Linked DNA regions of Mus musculus: regions 1, 2, 3, 5, 6 and 7 are each linked to region 4. A link is a contact called in public HiChIP or PLAC-seq and Micro-C data. All regions are on one chromosome and are shown on one strand. Each heading gives the region's core, a stretch centred on a gene start, on an enhancer-like site or on the middle of the called end of the contact. The rest is flanking DNA. Distances are from core to core; before and after follow the strand shown. Region 1 holds the start of Cdc14b (CDC14 cell division cycle 14B). Region 2 overlaps Hsd17b3 (hydroxysteroid (17-beta) dehydrogenase 3). Region 3 holds the start of Fbp2 (fructose bisphosphatase 2). Region 4 holds the start of Fancc (Fanconi anemia, complementation group C). Region 5 holds the start of Fbp1 (fructose bisphosphatase 1). Region 6 has its middle 25 kb from the start of Gm30999. Region 7 has its middle 8.3 kb from the start of Gm40981.

Region 1 (2,830 bases), core at 270-2,769, 840 kb before region 4:
AGAGGGGGGGGAGAGAGAGAGAGAGAGAGAGAGAGAGAGGGAGAGAGAGAGAGAGAGAGAGAGAGAGAGAGAGAGAGAGAGAGAGAGAGAGAGAGAGAGAGAGAGGGAGGGAGAATCCAGTAAGGTGCCTGCAGTGGCTCACACCAGGAATCCCAGCACTGGAGAGGCAGATGCCATTTTCAGCCCAGTCTGGGCTGTGTAGTGGAACACTTTCTTCCATGTAATCCTATGGATTATAGTGGTGGTTAAAAAAAAAAAAAACAAACCAAAAAAAAAAAAACTTTTCATAAAATTTCTGATTGTGACATTTGGTGGCCCTTCTACTGTGAGTCCTTGGAACCGTGTGAAGGACTTTCTCTTCCTGGGCAAAAGTTTTTGCTAACACTACAGACATTTTAAATGTAAGGCCTTCGTTGATGTCCTATGGAAACCCGAAAGGTGAACAAGCAGGTTCTTAAGGGCCCCTGGCTAAGGAAAGCCAGTCCCATATCTTATCTTTTCCGAAGCAGCAGGCTTAAGGTAGGGCTTCAAAACAAAAGAAGCCTTCCCTAGGGGAAGGAACTTCGTGAAATCTGCATTTCTGAGAGGTTCTTTGGGGGAGGGGAGGAGGGACTGAAATTTATCCCTCTGACTCTTGACTTCCCTTTCAGACTAAATCGCTGTTGACTACAGTCCTGCCGATGGGGACTTTGGGACTACCGACTGCTTCCAGTCTCCTCGCCCAAGTAGATGCTACCGTGAAGCTGGGCTCTTCAAAATGGCAGCTATGGTCAAGTTCCAGAAAGATCTGATATCTTTTTAACCCAGTAGCAAAATATGGGGCGGTACCACTGCAGACCCAAAGGAGAAAAGGCCGTTTGCTCAGCTGGCCACATGCTCCAACACTTCGTGCTAAGTCGGACCGTGGCCACCTCGGCTACCCACAGCGAGAGCTAGCGCGCTCCTGGGTTCCGAGGTGAGGTGTCGGAAGGTTCAAACCACCGCGGTAAATCGCATCTCCAGGTGGTTTCACCGACGCTAAGAAGCCCTTATCGATCCGATCCGATCGGATAGGTGGGAAAACGGCGCTGGTCTGAACTTCTAAGTTCTGAGGTCCACTCTGCCTTGCGTCCACAGAGCTGAGGACCGTTTCAGCAGCCTACACACTCTCCTAGCAGGCGGCCATGACAAGGCTCCCTTGGCGCGAATTACAGGGGAGACCCAAGAAACACTTAAAAAAGAAAAAAATTCCATCTCAAAGATCCGAAGTGGAGTTATTAGGGTAGGGTTGTGCAGGAACTCGGAGACTCACTCGAGGAACTGGGGACTGAGGCGTCAACACCTGGACACAAGAGACAAAAGTTAGAGGGGTCCCACCAAGGGGGTCGCCAGCACGCTTTCTGCCCGATTGGCGGAAGCGCTCAGACTTTTCTTTATGGCGTCACCGAGTACCTGCCTGTAGGAAGGCTCCAGTTGCGTGACGTCACGCCGCACTGACCAATGAGCGGCCCGAGCCGGTAGGCCCCGAGGAGGGTTGTGGGCCCTTCTTTTTGTGAATGAAGCTCCACGGAACATCCCTCCTGGGGGTCCCCGGGAGCCGCGGCCCGCTGAGCTCGGACGCCACGGCAGCAGCGTCCCAGGGAGCGCGCGCTTTGCTCCAGCCACCGGCCAGCGCTGTGGGGCCCCCGGGTCGCGGGCGGCGGGAGACGCAGCGCGAGGACCCGGGCCGGGTTGCCGGGCCATGGTCGCGGTCCCCTGACGGGCCGCGACCGCCTCCATGAAGCGTAAGAGCGAGCGGCGCTCGGCTTGGGCCACCGCGCCCCCCTGCTCACGCCGCAGCTCGTCCTCCTCTCCCGGCGTGAAGAAGAGCCGCAGCTCCACGCCGCAGGAGCTGCACCGCCTGGAGCAGCAGGACGACCTGTACCTGGACATCACGGGTGAGCCCCGCCACACCCCCACGAGGCTCGCGCCTCCTCGAGCCTCTAGTCGCCCGTGCGCCCGCGGTAGCAACTTTACCGGAGATGGGCCGAGGGGTCACTCCTGCAAGTGAGTCCGGCCTCGGGAGCGGGGCGGCTCTGCCCTCGAACCCACCTCATCGCGGGATGAGCCGGCGCGGTTGTTCCCACGCGAGTCCGAGCCTCTGCTGAGTCCCGCTGGTCTTTGCTGTCCCGAGGGCCCAAAGCCTCGCTGAGCCTTAGCAACGCGTGGGATCCGGCCCGAGCCCCCGGCCGTCCGACACCCCCCCCCCGCCCCCCACGCTGTCGCGCCCTCTCAGGCCTCCTGAGGGATCTTTGCCCTCCCTCTCGTGCCTCCAGAAAGGTGTCACGTTGATGGCGTTTGAACCACCAAGCGTGCTAAGAGCTCAGAGGTGTCACTTTTGAGAAATCCCCGCCAGCCGGAGCGGGTAGAATAGCCGCTTTCGAGGGTGATTTTTTTTCTTGGTGTCTCAGTTCTTGAAGACGAAAGAAATCCGTTTTGGCAGCCGCTCGGTTTGCTGGGGTTGATAGAGAAGCCAGAGCTTTGCCTTCGTTGTACTGATGTACGTGGAAAAGCGTTGTCAGCTGCATAGCTGCCTGCGCGGTTGAAGGAAGGTGCCGCGTTTTCTGGGGCGGATGGTGTCCACCTCTTGGTGGGGTTTTTAGAAAAGGTTTCCAAGACTTGAACTTGGACTTTGCTAGGTGGGCTCTCGATTGGTGACATTTATTTATTTAGGAAGTGTTTAGACAAACAAATTTAGTAGAAAGTATATTCTAGATTAATGGGCAACTAGAAAGTAAGACCGGTTTTTAAAGGAAGCTGAGAGGAGAGGAAAGGGTTTTTTTTTTTAGCGTTTGAAGGAGGAAGACGAAGG
Region 2 (2,700 bases), core at 53-2,552, 630 kb before region 4:
GGAGATGGCTCCGTTAGTTGTCTTGCGGGCATGAGGATTTGAATTCCAACCCCAGGTATGATGATATGTTCCTATAATTCCAGCGACGGTGAGACAGGAGGCAGAGACAGGCAGATCTCCTGAAGCTTGTGAGTCAACTAGCATGACAAACATGGTGAAGTCCCAGGCAAGGAGAACTCAGCTTGTCTCAAACAAAAGACAGAAGGTGCTGAGGACCCCGAAATCATCCTCTAACTTCACTTACATGCCATGCCCCTCCCTTTACATAGAGACATGAAAATAGCATTAGCTGAAGCAATGTCTTAGGTATATTGAGCTGTCGAGTCCTTTGCTTTGGGTCAATTGCAGACTCATTTATGCCATGATTCCCTCAAAGCTAGTCCATTTATACCTCTGTGTGAAGAAAAAGAGGGCCTCCTGCCTGGAAAGACAGTTTAGAAACTGGTACTGCTTAAGAATGGACACAGCCGGGTTCCATGTGACATGGTGAGGAGTTAAAGCTTCAGTGTGAACAAAATGTTTCCCCTTCCTCTGAGCCCATAGGACCTCCACCACATTGCGCAGCTAATGAGTGAGCTCTGAGCTCTCTGCCTATGCTTACCCCACAGCTGGTCTCTCAGCTCATCCTTGAAGTTCACATCTGTATGTGGCAGCCTTGCTGATCTCTCTTGGCAGTCAATAGACCTGCAGGGAGCAGCAAGGTAGAAACTCTGATTTCAAGTTGATGGGGTGAGTGTGGGGTCCAGTTTCAGGGTCTGGAACATAAGATGGCTGAGGAGGACCAGGTTTCAAACATCAAAAGGGAAAGCTGGCTAGCACCCTTCTCCACGGGCAGTTGTTTCAGGTGGATAAGCTCCCTGGCAATAGTTCATCATTGGTTGTTTTTCTGTCAGCACACTGGAATGTTACAGCTTCCTGCTTGGTTATTATCGAGTGCTCATGGGGTTTGTATGCTAAGCAATCTGTGGCTTTTTAAAGCTCCCAGCTGATGTGGCTTTAAGGTTTATGTGGTCAACTGTTGTTGAAGCTTATCATTAAAATCGTTTTACATTATTTTAGACATTGATCTTTCAATCGTGGGCTGTTTGATCATCTAGATTTCCTCAAAGGGGATTTGATAACCTTCTGATTCCTTTACTACAGAAGTGCTTTGATTTGAATTTATAAAGTTTTATTTATTATAGACACTGAACTCCCTAAGCAACAAAGAAAATAAATGAAAAGTCAGCTTCTAAATATACCGTGCACTCGTTAGCCTGGCTGGCTGGAAGCATGACCCACAACTCTTAGTGATTTCAAGGGTGTTGTCTGGCAGCAGTGTGTATAGGCAAGCACATGCTCTTGCTGGTCAAGGGCAGAGGTAGGAGAGAAAGTCTGGGGGACTAGGAAGGTGGGAGAGTTGACTTTAGAGTTAATTTTCTTGTTACTGTGCAAATGGGGGACTTGGCAGATAAGACCCATGTTTGGATCCCTAGCACCCACATAAAAAGGTTGAGTGTGGCTGTAACTACAGTGCCAGGGAGCAGGGACAGGGTTTCTGGCGCCTTCTGGCCTCCAACCTAGCAAAAAACAAGTGGGCTCTTAGTTCAGGGAGAGGCCTTGTTTTAAGGGAATAAGGTGAAGAAAGATAAGAAAGACTCCTGGTGTCCTCTGGTTTCTCTGTATATGAGCAAACACTCACACATATACACATACAGACACACACATCCACACACACACATATACACATACATGTGCACACACACATCCACACATACACACACACATAAACATATACACATGTGCACACACACACACATCCACACACACACCCACACACATATCCACATACACACACATACACACACATACATCCACACATCCACATCCACATATACACACGTGCATACACACACATCAACACATGCACAAACATCCACACACATATACACATAGACACACATACATGCATGTATACAAATACATACATGCACACACACACACACACATATATACACATGTGCACACACATGTACACATACACACATGCACATACACTTACACACATACATACACATACACACATGCATACATATACACACATGCACACATACATACACACACATACACACATACCTACACATATGCACACACACACACACACACACACACGATAGAAGCAACTTGACAGAAGGAAGGATTCCTTTGGCTGTCATCCATTATGGTGGTGAAGGAGGGCACAGTGCATTAGTCCCAGGAAAGCAGCATGGAGGGAGCATGACACAGCTGGTCATGTTGTGTCCAAAGTAAGGGGCAGAAAGAGAGGAGTGCCGGTGTCTAAGTTCCCTCTCTCCTTTTTATTCAGTTCAGGACTCCAGCGGGGGGATGGTGCCACATTCTCAGGGTCTGCCTTTGTCAGTTACACATTTCTGGAAACACTCATAGATGTACCCAGATATGTATATTTAGGTGACTTCAGAGCCTGTCAAACTGAGTATGAAGATTAACCACCACAGACGCTAAATACTGGGAACTTTGGGGCAGGGACGGATGCTGCACAGTGGTGTCTGCATAACAGATAGTTTGCCCAGTAAGGCTAAGAGAGCTCCTGTGGGAGACATTGAGGATGATCAAGTGTGTCCAACAAGATGAAAGTGGTGCCCTGGAGTGCATACCACTCAGTCTAACCTCTCATCCTTCTCTCTTTTCCCTCAGAGGCAG
Region 3 (2,994 bases), core at 472-2,971, 570 kb after region 4:
AAATTGCAAGGCAAAATGCACACCCTCAGTTTTGTTGACTAACTTATTTGATAGAGAGTCTTGACATATTGCCCAGACTTGGAATTCTCCTGACTCAGCTCTCCAAGTAGGTGGAGATATTGAAATTATTTATATGTATGCTTATAGTTCTAGGTACACTGAAGAGCTGGAAGGATATAGGTTTCTAAGACACCGAGTTGGATACCAGGCACACCGACTGATTTTGAATACTTAGAGCCACTCCACCAGTTGTTGTCTGAATTTATGAGGAAAGCACAGTCTTACATGTTGAGCATTACTCTCAAATTAATCCACATATTGGGTAGCCAGCTTGGGACCCAGAGCCAGGTCTGTCTGCCATCAGAGAAAGTTAGGATATCACAGTAACAGAGAGCATGGCCAACTCTAAGCAGTTAATTCTAGGTCACCTTTAAAAAGTATTTCTTTAAGCGTTTTTGTTGGGAGCTATTAAGATAACACTATTGTCCTGATCTCTGAATTGGGCCTCTTCCCCCGAGAAGAAAAGAGGGTCAAAAGCGGGCCACCGGCACACCGCTCCGAGAACAACCACAGATTGTTCCAGCCCTAAGTCAGCGCGGATGTCCTGACCTCAAGATACCCTGATACCGCCAAGTTCCTGCTTCCACGTGTAACTGCCTAAGAATGTGCAATTCTATTGCCCCTCCCCCACTGATAAGTACTTCTCCTTTTGCTTGTATTGCCCCATCCCTCCCGCTGATAAGTATCTGTACTTCCCCTTTTCCTTGTGCAATTCTATTGCCCCATCCTTCCTGCTGAAAGGCACTTCCCCTTTTGCTTGTGCATTTAAACCTCAGGCCTGACTAATACATTTGGGGGCTTTGATGCATTCTAGAAGGTCTCCGTGTCGTTATTCGCACAAGGCCCTCGTCCCTCTCTACCCCCCATTTGGTTCTTAGGAGGAGGTCCCCTCGAGACCCTCGAATAACTGGACCTGCTGGACGGGTCACCTTTTTATGAGACCATTTCGTGTGTCTGTCTCCTACACATGCTCCACTTACATGCTTGGTATCCTGGAGGTCAGAGAGGGCACTGGAGCTTCCCAGAACTAGAGTAAAAGTTGGTATTTGGACCCAAAGCCAGGTCCTCTGCAAGAGCAGCCAGTGCGGTCCTGATGTATGTTTTCAAATCAAGGGTTTTTAAAATAAAAATAAAAATCCAGAGAAACTGGCAAATCAACCCTGAGACTAGACACTCTGCTAGGAATGTAATATTATCTTCCTCATCCCTCCAGTTACACATGCTTAATAGAAGCAAGCCTGAAAGAACTCTTGCTCCAGTCACCCTGGGATTGCCATTAGTTTGTTATGTGACCTATGCCCCAGATAAAGAATCTGCCAATATGCCATCTGAGAGTCTCAACCGTGCAGAATGACACACAGTGGCGGCTAGCTGCAGAAAGCCCTCTTGCTTCCCATAGGAGGAATTTGTGAGTCATTTTATTAGCTAGTCTTCTTTCACCTGTGGCTGATCCTGGCTTCTTAGGATCAAACAAAACAAAACTGGGTGTAGAGATTGAGGCCAGCCCTTCCCTGTAGCGCAGTACTATTTACAGCCTGCTTCTTGCACTGTGGCAGCTGCCACCGTCAGGGAGGGAGGCCAGGGAAGTTTCCTTGAGGGCTTGTCCGGCTATCTGAGTCACGTGGGGTGGGGTTCATTTCCCTCGGACTTTGGCACAGTCAAGTGCAGGTGTGTCTTCAACGAGTAGGCTGTGAGGCTGCTGCCTTGAGAGAGCAAGGATTTCTACAAGGAGCAAAGGGAGGCTTTGGGATCTCATTTGCACAATGACGGACAGAAGCCCCTTTGAGACAGACATGCTGACCCTGACCCGTTACGTTATGGAAAAGGGGCGACAGGCCAAAGGGACCGGAGAACTCACCCAGCTGCTCAACTCGATGCTGACTGCCATCAAAGCCATCTCTTCCGCAGTGCGCAAGGCCGGCCTGGCCAACCTGTAAGTCCTGGAGAGCATGCGCAGGCAACCCAAGCCAGGGTGTGGAAGCCACAGACCGGTGCTTGTGCTAGAAACGGGGTCCAAAGCTAATTTGCTCTTTGTGCCGTAAGGACACTGCATTTAAATTCTTTAAGCCTGCTTTGATAAAGCAGCCTTTGGCATGTTTTGCAAGGAAAGGGAAAAACTGCTTAGCAACAAACTGCAGAGAAAAGTGTGACTACCGGTTACTTGGGATTATAATGGTAACACTATAGCTTGTTGCCTCAAAACCTATATTGAATTCTCATTACTTATATTTGCAAAGTCTTAATGGGACTTTAAAATGTGTTTTGATGCCTTTTTTTTTTTTTTTTTTTTTTACCCCGTACAGGTGTGTTCAGTTGTCATGACCTCTGTCAGTATTGTGGGGTAGAAATCACCAGAACACAGGTTAAGGGGGCTTGACTGTCATGAAAAGAACCTGGCTCAGTTTTCTCCATCTTCACGTGGTGTTCAGGAATCTGGACAGGCTGGGCTGGGGCAGGCACAGCAGAGCACCTTTGCTTGGTTCTCTTTTGCAAAACAGGGCCACGTTCATGCTGGAGTTGCTCTTGGCCACAGCCAGGAGTACGGTTTTAAGGCATGATGAAAAGAAATCACTTCCTTTGGACTTCCATTTTGATTCCAGTGAAGGGCCCCTCTGAAGTCGAAGGAAGGGACATACATGTGTGTGTGTGTGGGGGGGGGGGACCCTCGAAGAAGAGCCAACAAAGTCCACCTATTTAAAATGTTTATTCTCGATCGTGTGGTGCCTTTATTCCCAAACTGTGACAGCATTAATTTCATAATTGCAATCATAAAACCACCACAGAGCTTACTATGTACGTGTTTAGGAACAGATAACAGGACCCAAATTAAAGATGATTGATTGGCTCTTTCCCCGGCCCGTGCTGTCCCTTAACTGTGTGATTACTTCATTCGGCAAGAACGGCCAAGCGCTCTCTGCCTTTAAGAACATGCTT
Region 4 (2,968 bases), core at 352-2,851:
GTGTATACACAAATATGAGTACCAAAATGGTTACTTTCACTCTAAAAGACAAGAAACAAACCTAGTTCCACATTGTTTTTGCTGGTAAATACAAAGACTAACAAACAAAAATCTTAAAATTTGTCACTATATGGCTTTTTCAGGGCTAAGGTGTCATTCACACTTGTCTCACTAAACGTGCTATTTTTTTTTGACTAAAATGACATATTAAAAGGCTTGATGCCACTTGATCCCATAAAGCAGGGCATGTTACTTTGGGATCAGGTTCCCCTGGGGTCTCCCTTTAAATTTTGATGTTGTTATTTTGTGTGTGTGGATATTATGACTTATTAATGTTTGTGCAGTGTGGTGCCGAAGGAGGCCAGAAGAGGGCATCAGATCCCTTGGACAGGGGTTACTAATAATTGTGAGCTGCCATGTGGATGCTGTGACTCAAACTCAGGTTCTCTGGAAGAGCAGCCAGTGCTCTTAATGGCTAAGCTATCTGTTACACCGCTCCCTTAATTAAAGCATACAGGTAATCTAATTCAGCAGTTGTTTTTCTACAACCCAATGTCTTTCGGCTAGTCTTTATTCTTCTCTTTCAAATTCAATTTACAATAAACAGAAAGATCGTGGATTAAAGGAGTGTGCTAGGGCTAAGCCACACGTGTAGAGATAGTTTTTTCTAGTATACAACCTCGGGATTCACAGTATGATCAAATATCCTGCAACAGAGTATTTAAATAAGAGCTATTTATTACAGGCATATATTCCTCCCTACATGTTATTTTTAAGGCACTAAGTTGTGGTCTTATTACAACGAATGGTTCTTAGGCACTAATTAAAAAAAAAAATTTAAGCCGGGCGTGGTGGCACACGCCTTTAATCCCAGCACTCGGGAGGCAGAGGCAGAGGCAGAGGCAGGCAGATTTCTGAGTTGGAGGCCAGCCTGGTCTACAAAGTGAGTTCCAGGACAGCCAGGGCTATACAGAGAAACCCTGTCTCGAAACAAACAAACAAACCAAAAAAATCTAAAAGTTTAAGGTTATCCTGACTCTTCCCCAATTCAAACATCTGTAAATAACCATGCAGATCTAAATTTGAAAATCTTTAAGAAAGGGCTGGCAAGATGGCTCGCTCATCAGGTAAAAGCTCCTACCACCAAGTTGAAGACTGGGTACCTGCATTAGTGAGAGAACTGATTCCCACAAACTGACCTCTAGGTTCACCTGGCATGCACACAAATGTAATGTTAAAAATTCAAGAATAAAAGATAAGCCATGTCTCACTTGACAAGAAGTTTCCACTTATGTGGCGTAAATGCAACTTTGAACCGATTTGAACCTGAACTAAGCAGTACATGGGCCTGACTAGGGATTGGAGCGATCACTAACCACAGACAAAACTCGTTTGTGGTTGGGCCCAGCAGGCTTGAACCCTATGTGGAGTTTGACCTATCTGGCAACTCCCGTCTCTCAAGAACCACATTCCAGGGCTCTCTCTTCTCTAAAGCCCTCACTCGGCGCCGCGAGTTAGCTATAGCCCGTAGTCGCCCACTTCCTCCAGGAGAGATTCAGATCTTCCCATCATGCCGCGGGAGCGCGCTGGGCCCCAGAGTGCACTGCGCGTGCGTGCGAGCGCGCGCGCAGCCCCACTCCCTTGCGGCCGCGGGAAAATTCCAAACACGTCAAAACAAAAAAAGTTCCGTGAGGCTGTGCCAAGTTTTCAAGCCGCAGAAGCCGGGCGGTGGCTTCTTTTCCGCCGCGGCCCAGTCTGCTGAGGCAGCTCTGGGTGAGGACCACCCGGGAAGACCGCCGTTTCCTGCTAGGGCAGAGAAGACTCGCGAGAACGTGCGCCCGAGTCTCAACGTGGGCGAGCCGCGCTCCCGCGGCGCGGTGGAGCTGAGGCAGGACGGTGAGAAGCTACGGTGGGCGGGTGCGAGCCGCGGGAGGGCGGGGCGGGATGTGGGGGGTTGGGGGGGGGGGAAGATATAGCCCGGCAGGAGGCGGGGCCTGGCGGGAGGCGGGGCTAGAGCCAGGTGGGAGGTGAGGCCGACGGTGAGGGGCGTGGCTAATCGGGGAGTTGAACCCAGCTTGGCAGTGGCCGACAGACGCGGTGGGCGTGACCACACGGAAACTGATCTCGGCGGGAGCCCGCACGACTTAGAGGGGCCGCTCCACAAGGGAGAGGAGCCGGAGGGGGGCTGCGCCATCGCAGATGAGCCCGGCGGGGCGGGACCGACAGTGAGGGGTGGGGTCTAAGGCCCAAGGTGAAGCTTGGTGAGCTTGGCTCGCGGCGATGGTAGAGAGGCATCTGTCCTTTACCCTTCGTCCCCATTTATTTTTATTTTTATTGTTTTAAGCAAATCCTCTCCCTCTGGTTTCAACGTAGCCGCAGGTACTTTTGGAAGGACTGGGGCAAAGGTGAAGCTTATTGCTCGCCATCCATTAGAGCAGCTCTGCTCAGGGTCTCAAGATCGCCCTCCCACAGCTGCTTGAGTGACAGGCCCAGAGGCCCATTCAAGGCCTGAGAGTGTTTAATGCTTGTGTCTTGCTGTCTTGCTGCCTTACTGGAACAGTTTTTAGGTGCTTGGGCTTGGAGGGGGTGCTGGATGAAAATCTTGGAACAGGCCAATGATATTGAAGACCTCTGTGTGCCTGGACTTTTCCTCTAGTATGAGATGATTCGAAAAATCCCATCCCTCATTAAATTAATCTAAGCGGGTGTGACCGACGTGAGATACCTATTTGTGGATGGCCCTCGCCTTTAGGGTGCTTCCAAATGGCAGATTTAACGCTCACAATTGAACAACTGGCGGTTATGTGTGTGTATGTAGAGGCCAGAGGTGGTGTCAGGAGTGCCCCATCTTTCCCTCCTTATTCGTCCCCCGCCTCTCCTCACACCCATCACATTTGGCTTGTAGGTCACCTGACTTTGCAAGCCCTTGGGGTTATGCCTTTCTCTGCCTCCCCATTGCTGAGATGAC
Region 5 (2,700 bases), core at 21-2,520, 540 kb after region 4:
GCCAGTTTGATAGCAATCTTTGTACATCAGACAGGGAACACAAACAGGCTAGATGGAAGGCACGCTGCTAGCTCTCCCAGCTTCAGCTCTTGACCTTCTGCAGTCTGTTCCTTCATCATGTAGAACAGAGCAAGTCATAGCTTTCCAGCTTAAAACCCTCCACAGGTTCTTCCAGCACTGTGAATAGAACCCACAAGTGTTTTGCTATGGTTTGTGAGATCTGTCATAATATCATCCTTCTCTCTCTTTTCTCCTTTCTTTCCTGGTGTCTGTGTGGCTGTCGGGTACACATGTGAGCCTTGGGCGCTGTTCCTTGGGCACTGTCTACCTTGTTTTGAGAGATGGTCTCTGATAAGCTTGGTGCTAGCTGATTGCACTAGCCTGGCTGGCTAACCAGTCCCACAGACAAGTCCACTCTGGTTCTTCTCTTGCATCCTTCAGCTTTTTGCTCAAATATTATTTTCCCAGTGAACTTTTCCCTGACACCCCAGTTTACTCTTCCCAGCATTCTCTATTTATCTTTCTCTTTTCATGATTCTCTATGCCAAAGTGGCTCCTGTAGCAAACTGATCCATGGTATGTTTTTGTTTCTTTTTGTTACTTGTCAATCTTACACTCAAGAAGGGCAGGAGTTTGTACTCCTTGGGCTCTGACCTCAAAGAAAGCCGGTGTCCTGGTGCACAGTACCTGCTCAGTAATTAATTGTTCTACAAATCAGCCTATGACTTGTGACAGCTAGAACAGGCACGGGTAAGGACGCTGGCTGCGGAACAGCCTGACTTCAGAGAATAGCTGTTTGTGTCTGCATTAGTTTTCTCTGCGGAAGACACTTAGAAACTAAGGTTCCCAACAGTTCTCCAACTCTAGAAACTGGGAGGAGGCAACAATTAAGGATTCAGAGTGGATGTGGATGGGAGAATCCATTTCCCAGGAGATGGGTCAGAAGAGACAGTGATGGTTCAGGAAGAGCAGTGGGTAGGGATCGAAACCAAGCCACCTCAGGCTCAAGTGCGGCTTTCCCTGAACTAGTTACTCAACCTCCCTGAATTTGCTTAGTATTTTAAGCAGGTGGGTGGGTGGGACGGGGGAAGGGTTATGGGAGGAGGAGTCCATCATGCCTTCCTCTCTGGCAGGTTATAGCGGGCATTGGAGGAGATAACCATGCAGGTAGCCCAGAGGCAAGGTGGGCGGTGGGGCAACAGAGGAGGAAGTAGCGTTGTCAGCTTGGCATCTAGGGGAGGGTGCATGGAACGGAGGGAGGGAGAGGCTAGGAGGACCTTGGCCAGCGGGCAGAATGGCAGTTGGTAGAGGAAGGGAGCAAGGGGGTGTTTCCTGGGACAGGGGGGCGGAGACCTGGAGACTATAGGCTCCCCCAGGACTCAAGTTCATTGAGTTTCTGCAGACACTGAACGGCTTTCAGTCTTCCCGCTGTGACTATCACCTGTGGGCTCCACCTGCCTGCACCTTTAGTCAGCACCTTTAGCCAGCACCTGCGCCAGACCCCAGCAATGGCGAACCATGCGCCCTTCGAAACGGATATCAGCACCCTGACCCGCTTCGTCATGGAGCAGGGCAGGAAGGCTCAGGGCACGGGGGAGTTGACCCAGCTGCTGAATTCGCTCTGCACCGCGATCAAAGCCATCTCGTCTGCGGTGCGCCAGGCGGGCATCGCACAGCTGTGAGTTAGGCCTCTGGCTGCCGCATCTTATCCGTTAGAACGACTGGGGTCTGCTTCTCTGGACCCCTGCTGGGTCCTGATGGGTCTGGTTGCCAGTGTCGCATCTGACAGTTAAGATTCTGCTCTGCTGCACACAGCCCTCGTTCCCTTCTCCTGGTGCACAATTGCCGGATCTCTTCTGGTCTCAACTCTCCTTTTCGCTCCTCCCAGATTCCTGGTATAAGTGAGTGACTTACCAGCTGCCCACCCGGGACTCTCTAAAGTGCCAATACCTGCGCCTTTCTCCCCATTTCTCTTTTAACCTCTGTTACTCTCCTTGGAAATTGAAATCCCAAATTCAGCTTCTAATTCAGTATCATCCCTAACCTAGACAAGCCCCATAAAGAGTATCCCACCACTTATCAGTCTGGAAGGGAGCCGCCACACAGTATTCCGGGCGCTCCCTCTTTCTGGAGCCAGCTGTAGACTCACCTCCTGAGCACCAAAATCTCTCCCTGTTTGCATTAATGCTAGGAGCAGATCTTGCCCAATTATTAAGAGCTTAAAGACAGAGCAGAAGTAGTAGACTGCTTTTGATAAAGCCAAGAATCCAATCTCCTTCCCCTGAACCATCTGGGGACTTTGTTATGCAGACCCTCCTTGAATAAGAAAAGTTCCCTGTGGTAGATGATGGTGATGATGATAAGGGGGAGGAGGAGGAAGAAGATGAAGAAGAAGTTTATGTATTTATTGAGACATGGTCTCACTATGTAGGTCCACTATGTAAGGTTAGGGTTAGAAACAGGTTCTCACGATGTAGCTTCTACTGTCCTGGAACTCACTGTGAGTAGACCAAGTTGGCCTTGAACTCAGGGGTTATCTACCTGCCTCTGCCTCCTGAGTGGGGATTCAAGGCATGGTGGGTGATTTTAATGCTATGGTCCATATTTTGTACTGTAGGTAGGAGCAAATGAAGAAACATGGAGTCTCAGAACACCTTCATTTTTTAAACTACACAACACTTCTGTACTTTGTTCTGGCCT
Region 6 (2,764 bases), core at 75-2,574, 600 kb before region 4:
TGGTTGGGGTCATCACAACATGAAGAACTGTATTAAAAGGTTGCAGCATTAAGGAGACTGAGAATCCCTGGGCTAGAGGATGCTTTTCTATCACTGCCAGTGACTATGTTGCATGCCTACCTGCCTTGCAGGTAGGGCTCATCCTTTGCAGGGCTTCCCACCCATCATTTTCCTTGGGTGCTTTTTTCCCTCTTTATGTGTATGTGTGTGGTATGTGTAGAACAGCCAATTTAAGCTTGTCCCTGACTAGCTCACAAGTGATGAGACTCAGACTGTGGTTATTTTATTTGTCTTTGACAATTCCTAGGGGGTAACCCCTAATCTGCTCTTCTAACTGCTGGCCTGGTTACTTCCCCAGAGGTGTACCCCAAGTACTTGCTGTTTCTCCTGGCCATGTGCTCTTCATCCATCTCCCCTCACGGCAGCGTCCTCTTTCCTCCCATTCTTCTTTCTCGCCCCACCTTGTCCAACCAGGTCACTCCAAACCCCCTATCTCTAATCTCTCTAGTAATTGACTGTAGCCAATTTTATTTAACCAAAAGATTTATTTATTTATTTATTTATTTATTTATTTATTTATTTATTTATTTATTTATATGGTTTTTTCGAGACAGGGTTTCTCTGTGTAGCCCTGGCTGTCCTGGAACGCACTTTGTAGACCAGGCTGGCCTCGAACTCAGAAATCTGCCTGTCTCTGCCTCCCGATTTGCTGGGATTAAAGGCGTGCACCACCACGCCCAGTTTAACCAATAGTTTTAAATCAAAGAACAAAGTTTGCACAACAAAAGCTTGTAAGCCCAGACCTTCCAGTATAGAATTTAGCATTACAATACATAGCAATAGACCAAACCTCAATACATATATATGTATTCGTGTTCAAGTGTGTGTTTACAGGGACCCAGGGTTGATAGTGAGAATTTTTGATTGGTCTTTGAAGTAGGGTCTCTCAGTCAAACCCAGAACTCACAAATGTGGATGGTCTACTTGTCAGCCACTTAGATGATTCCCGTCTCTGCCTTCTGAGGCCAGGATTACAGGCACTCTTATAGACCCTCTGGATTTATGTGGGTTCTGGGGACCTAAACTCTGGTCCTCTCACTAGTGTGGTAAATGCTTCAGCCACCACACCGTGTCCCCAGTCCCAAGTACTGTATTTTGCAATCATTGTATCACGAGTTATATTTAGAAGATTTTTCATAAGATGGGAGTTGGTAGAGGGTTGGAACCGGGCAGCATTCTTAGGAAAGCATCTACACTTACCTTACCTCTGCCACCTGAGGCCACTCTCCACCTGGAATGCTTTGAACTGAAGCCACACCTCCAGGGATGTTTGGTTGTGGCTTTTTTTCCCTTCAATTCCCTGAGTGGAGGGTGGAGCAGCCTCTGGGTGACGCCTGTGTTAAGTTTCTCACCTTGGGTGGTCCCTAGCCATCACTATCTTTTGCCTAGATGCTCCAGGAGGTTGTGAAAATTGAAGCTCAGATGTGCCAAGTTCTGTTAACACCTCCAGGGCAGAAGGGCTTAGAATCCAGCAATCTCTGCCTTCACTTAGGCTTGGCCTGATAAGCATCAGATTTTTTTTTTTTTTTTTTTTTTTGTGCTTTGTAACAGGTAAAGAAATTTTGTTTCAATGTCTCATATGCCTTTATTGGGAAAGGTGGTTTAAATCACAGCCCATGGTGGTCCCAGAAGCCTTAGCAACTCCCTACTGAGGCTTTTAGACTGGAGACTGTTACAGATCCTGTTCTGCCACTTGGGCCTCTGCCAGGAGTCAAAGTCTAGTCACCATGTGTGGGTTATTGCCTACTCATCATCTCTTGCTGCCGGTCAGTCAAGATGACCCAGGACCTGAATAACCTCTATTCCCAGAAGTTTGGGATGAGTGATGAATTTGTGGTGGGTACTACTAGGAAACAATTTTTCTTTGCTTTCTTCCCCTGCCCTGATATTTCCTCTGGCTTATTTCAAGGGCCTTTGAGATAAAATCCAAGAGAAACGATGTTGCTCTCCTGGGGCAAGAAACAGATTTAAAACAAAGGACTTTGAATCCCAACATTTTAAACAAAGAATCTAGAAAACACCTTTGCCTTAACCTAGCTTTGAACAAACTTAATGGGGCCACGTATCCCATCTCCCACAGGCATAAAATGTCATTTTTTAAAAACTTAAATTTTAACTAATTAATTTCTTTTAAATATATTATGTGTATGGGTGTTTTGCTGCATGTAGGTCTGTTTACTATGTGTGTCCCTGATGCCCTATGGAGACCAGAAGGGGACAATGAAGCTACTAGAACTGGGGTTAAAAACAGTTGTGAGTCACCATGTGGCCTGGGTCCTCTGGAAGAGCAGCCAGTGCTTCATGTTAGACTGGTGGGCCAATGACCTTATCTGGGTTTTATTTATTTATTGTTGTTTTTGATACAAAGTTTCTCTATGTAGTCAGTTCTGACTGGCCTGCAACTCCATCTGTAGACCAGGCTGGTCTGAACTCAGAGATCCACCTGCCTCTGGCTCTGGAGTGCTGGGATCAAAGGCATGTGTGCCATACTCTGCTTGCCTTATCTTTGTTTAAAAATATTTGTCTATACACTATACACTATAGCTGTCTTCAGACACTCCAGAAAACGGCATCAGATTTCGTTACGGATGGTTGTGAGCCACCATGTGGTTGCTGGGATTTGAACTCAGGACCTGTGGAAGAGCAGTCGGCACTCTTAAACGCTGAGCCATCTCACCAGTCCCCTTGCCTTATCTTTTTAATG
Region 7 (2,777 bases), core at 57-2,556, 520 kb after region 4:
GTACACAGTGGGTACAACCATTATTAATACTTAATATTTACTGGAAAGCCCAAAAACAAACACCAATCCCTGAGTAAGTGCCCTGTTGTCTAGGGCAGAGTCCTCAGGTTAAGACATTCTGCCCTCGTTCTTTACATGAGCTCCACTCTGCTTGGGATGGGACTGGGACAGGGGCATGATACGGGCAAGTTTAGACCTTGCTACTCAGAGGATGGTCCATGAAGCTGCAGCCCTTCTGAGTCGGCTAGACCTGAAGAATCTCAGACCTACTGATTTATAACCCGCATGACAAGATCCCAGGAGCCCTGTGTGGATAATGAAGTTTAAAGTTTGAGAAGCTTTATTGTAAGACTTAAAATCTACCCCACCCTCCCGCTCTTGTATGAGGGGTGCGTGTGCATGCCATGACATGTGTGCCTAGGTCAGAGGACAAGATGGGTATTAGTTCCACATTGTTTAACAGGGTCTGTCTTGTTCATACTGCGTGTACTAGGTTAGCTGACCAGAGGAGCTCTGGGTACTCTCCTGTCTTCACTTCCTGTCTCCCTGGAGGATTGCTAGGATTATGGATGCATATGCTACTTTCTCTGAATTTCGCATACAGCATCTTTCTCTCTTCCTGCAAACTGTTGGGTCAAAAAAGTAAGCTTGGTGCAGCCCCTCTTTGGTGGAGGTTTAGAAGGCATGGAAAGATGTGGATTTTGTTTTTCCTAGAGCAGATCTATGATAAGAGATGGGGTTCTGAGTGCACAGCCAAGCAACCCTGATTTGCATGGAGCAGTTCTGGGTCAGTGTCTTGATTTCTCCGTTTCCCCCATGCTTAAAATAGCAACAGCACCTCTATTTTCTGCTTCCAGCCCCCCCACCAGCTCTAAGTGTGAGGCATAAATTTACAACGAATGATGAGCTCAGAAGCTGCTCTGTGAAGAGCCACCCGCCTCACTGGGATGCATATTATCTGAAGCGCAGATGTTCTGCACAGTGTGCTCTTCTTGGAAATATATATTGCACCATCCCTTGAGCTTCCTGGAACTGTAGAATGTACAAACATCAACATTGTCACACTGGGTTTCAGAGACGATCCCAGTCTCTCATTCATCTGGGAATGGAGGTATTTGCTGAAAGAGCAACCCCCCCAACTCAATTGGAAAGGAAAATTTTAATTTTTCTTCTTGATATTTGTATGCAATGTCTCTCTTCCCTTTCTTCCTCCTCTTCCTTATCTTTTGCGACAGGATCTCATGTATTCTAGGCTGGCCTTGAACTGGCTATGCAGCCAAGGATGTCTTTGAACTGATTTCCTGGCTCTACCTTCTGAGTGTTGAGATTACTGTGTGTGTGCTAGAGATGGGGACTGAAGCCAGGGCTTTGTGAGTATCAGGCAAGCACTCTAGCAGCCGAGCTACAGACATCCCCAGCCTGGTTACTGATCCGGTTTTGACTTCACCATAGCTTACCAGGGAATCTCTCACAAAGCACAGAGGATGCATAGTGTGAGTCAGACTGACGTTCACATCAGCATTTAAAATGAACAACATTTAGAGAAAAATTGTGTTACAAAATTCTTGTGTACTTAACAATCATGAGAGTTAATAGCACCAGCTACTGTTTCCTAGGGGAGGGTGTTCTGAGCTACTGTAACTATTCTAAACACATTAGCTCCCATAAGCCATTGCATCAAGCCTTTGCAGAATGTAGACTTCTGTCTTGCAAATGATGAAACTGAGGTCTGGTGGATGAGCATCTTGCCCTTGATCACACTGCTCGTAAGTGACAAAGTCTACATTTGAACAGAGATATTTCTAGCTCTCCAGCTTATGGATAATTTTCTTTTGTTTCCCCACACAGACCCTTCAGAGTCCCACGCAGCTCCAAGATGTAAGTTCTAGGCTAACAGAAAGATGCTAAAGGGACAGCTTTGAAAAGTGATCTCATTGCTTTCCATGAAGTATTGCTCCAGGGCAAGGAGTAGTGGAAGCATGCTTTCTTAGTACGTGCAAGGTCCTGGGTGCAATTCCCAGTACTGGAAACAAACACACACAAAAGCCACAAAAAGTTCTAAGACACCAGTATGGTGGTTCTTGTGCAAAGGTGATTTGGTAAAAATGAGGCAGGGCACTCTCCTTACGGCTTCTTCCTCTTGGCCATGGGACAGTTCTAGATGTCCTCATTTTGGTATAATATGGGAGGAAGTTCTTCCTGTTGAATCCTAGTTCTACCTCCCCCCCCCCCAACAATACCCCCCCAGGGGTGCATTAGGGATCATGAGGAAAATCTCTCTTGAGTGTTTGCCTCCCCGTAGCTTATTTCTCTTTCTGGGTTAAGGCAGCAAAGCAGAGCCTCCTTGTGTGGGCTCAGAGGTCTCCTGTGTGCTTACCCTGTGGCGTAAAGGGTGTGGGGAGGGGCAGACTACCTGGACGTTGGAGTCTAGACCTTGGTAACTGAGGCCTGAACAACCTGGGGCTGTATTTAATCTGCAATGTTGCCCAAATGCTCAAGCGGAGTATTAACGTCACAGAGGGGTCAAGGGCCCCAGGTCAGTTAAGGGTTGCATCAGCTGCTCTTTTCAAGGACTGCTGACAGCAGCAGCTGTTTTCCCAAGTGCAGACGAGAGTCCCCAAAGGGAATGCGCATGAGTCTCCACATGCTTCATTTGCTCATGAACCTTTGCTCCTAAGCAAACAGTGCATTTCACAGGCAGAAGCACGCACACTCCGTCTGGCTTGGCTCCTCTCAATTGACCTTTCTCCTGTAACTTCCAAGCTTGTTTTTAATAA

Evidence for each region. Hi-C and Micro-C count contacts between places; a contact is called where the count stands out from the background. HiChIP or PLAC-seq counts read pairs in DNA pulled down with a chosen protein or histone mark.
Region 1: a contact with region 4 is called in an H3K27ac HiChIP or PLAC-seq map of microglia, with 5 times the contacts expected there. The contact joins the promoter of Cdc14b here to the promoter of Fancc in region 4. A contact is called at or near these places in 2 of 115 datasets of contacts at active chromatin or transcription factors (bone marrow-derived macrophages and microglia).
Region 2: a contact with region 4 is called in an H3K4me3 HiChIP or PLAC-seq map of embryonic limb bud, with 6 times the contacts expected there. The contact joins the enhancer-like site here to the promoter of Fancc in region 4. A contact is called at or near these places in 10 of 115 datasets of contacts at active chromatin or transcription factors (bone marrow-derived macrophages, embryonic limb bud, embryonic stem cells and 3 more).
Region 3: a FOXA1 HiChIP or PLAC-seq map of pancreatic cancer cells shows a contact between it and region 4. The contact joins the promoter of Fbp2 here to the promoter of Fancc in region 4. A contact is called at or near these places in 1 of 39 promoter capture datasets (the C10 cell line), 1 of 115 datasets of contacts at active chromatin or transcription factors (pancreatic cancer cells) and 1 of 9 other capture datasets (liver).
Region 5: a contact with region 4 is called in an H3K4me3 HiChIP or PLAC-seq map of bone marrow-derived macrophages, with 3 times the contacts expected there. The contact joins the promoter of Fbp1 here to the promoter of Fancc in region 4. A contact is called at or near these places in 5 of 39 promoter capture datasets (the C10 cell line, cranial neural crest, embryonic stem cells and 1 more), 1 of 484 Hi-C or Micro-C datasets (the C10 cell line), 7 of 115 datasets of contacts at active chromatin or transcription factors (the 230-238 cell line, bone marrow-derived macrophages, large pre-B cells and 2 more) and 1 of 9 other capture datasets (liver).
Region 6: a Micro-C map of embryonic stem cells shows a contact between it and region 4, with 3 times the contacts expected there. The contact joins the enhancer-like site here to the promoter of Fancc in region 4. A contact is called at or near these places in 4 of 15 datasets of contacts at CTCF or cohesin (the NIH/3T3 cell line, embryonic stem cells, large pre-B cells and 1 more), 21 of 484 Hi-C or Micro-C datasets (LSK cells, the N1E-115 cell line, adipose-derived mesenchymal stem cells and 11 more), 33 of 115 datasets of contacts at active chromatin or transcription factors (the 230-238 cell line, DN3 thymocytes, the NIH/3T3 cell line and 19 more) and 1 of 9 other capture datasets (embryonic stem cells).
Region 7: a contact with region 4 is called in an H3K4me3 HiChIP or PLAC-seq map of the 230-238 cell line, with 5 times the contacts expected there. The contact joins the enhancer-like site here to the promoter of Fancc in region 4. A contact is called at or near these places in 1 of 15 datasets of contacts at CTCF or cohesin (pro-B cells), 1 of 484 Hi-C or Micro-C datasets (the N1E-115 cell line), 13 of 115 datasets of contacts at active chromatin or transcription factors (the 230-238 cell line, acute myeloid leukemia, bone marrow-derived macrophages and 5 more) and 1 of 9 other capture datasets (embryonic stem cells).

What each region holds. Positions count from the first base shown.
Region 1 is chr13:64,273,677-64,276,506 of GRCm38.p6, reverse strand. It overlaps Cdc14b (CDC14 cell division cycle 14B), which reads left to right and starts at 1,519. Exons shown (of 14, transcript NM_172587.3): 1 at 1,519-1,916. The coding sequence starts at 1,757.
Region 2 is chr13:64,065,028-64,067,727 of GRCm38.p6, reverse strand. The region is part of intron 6 of Hsd17b3 (hydroxysteroid (17-beta) dehydrogenase 3); the gene reads left to right. Among named protein-coding and RNA genes, the nearest start is that of Gm30999, 10 kb to the right of the region's middle. Within about 2 kb of position 1,302, at least 4 of the 459 cell types and tissues checked have an H3K27ac peak or open chromatin away from gene starts, as enhancers often do. A contact at or near this core is called in embryonic limb bud, where this site is marked.
Region 3 is chr13:62,857,127-62,860,120 of GRCm38.p6, reverse strand. Fbp2 (fructose bisphosphatase 2) reads left to right here and starts at 1,721. Exons shown (of 7, transcript NM_007994.4): 1 at 1,721-1,993. The coding sequence starts at 1,824.
Region 4 is chr13:63,430,378-63,433,345 of GRCm38.p6, reverse strand. Fancc (Fanconi anemia, complementation group C) reads left to right here and starts at 1,601. Exons shown (of 15, transcript NM_007985.3): 1 at 1,601-1,896.
Region 5 is chr13:62,886,852-62,889,551 of GRCm38.p6, reverse strand. Fbp1 (fructose bisphosphatase 1) reads left to right here and starts at 1,270. Exons shown (of 7, transcript NM_019395.3): 1 at 1,270-1,678. The coding sequence starts at 1,509.
Region 6 is chr13:64,029,996-64,032,759 of GRCm38.p6, reverse strand. No RefSeq gene overlaps it. Among named protein-coding and RNA genes, the nearest start is that of Gm30999, 25 kb to the left of the region's middle. Within about 2 kb of position 1,324, at least 6 of the 459 cell types and tissues checked have an H3K27ac peak or open chromatin away from gene starts, as enhancers often do. A contact at or near this core is called in embryonic stem cells, where this site is marked.
Region 7 is chr13:62,908,115-62,910,891 of GRCm38.p6, reverse strand. No RefSeq gene overlaps it. Among named protein-coding and RNA genes, the nearest start is that of Gm40981, 8.3 kb to the left of the region's middle. Within about 2 kb of position 1,306, at least 46 of the 459 cell types and tissues checked have an H3K27ac peak or open chromatin away from gene starts, as enhancers often do. A contact at or near this core is called in the 230-238 cell line, where this site is marked.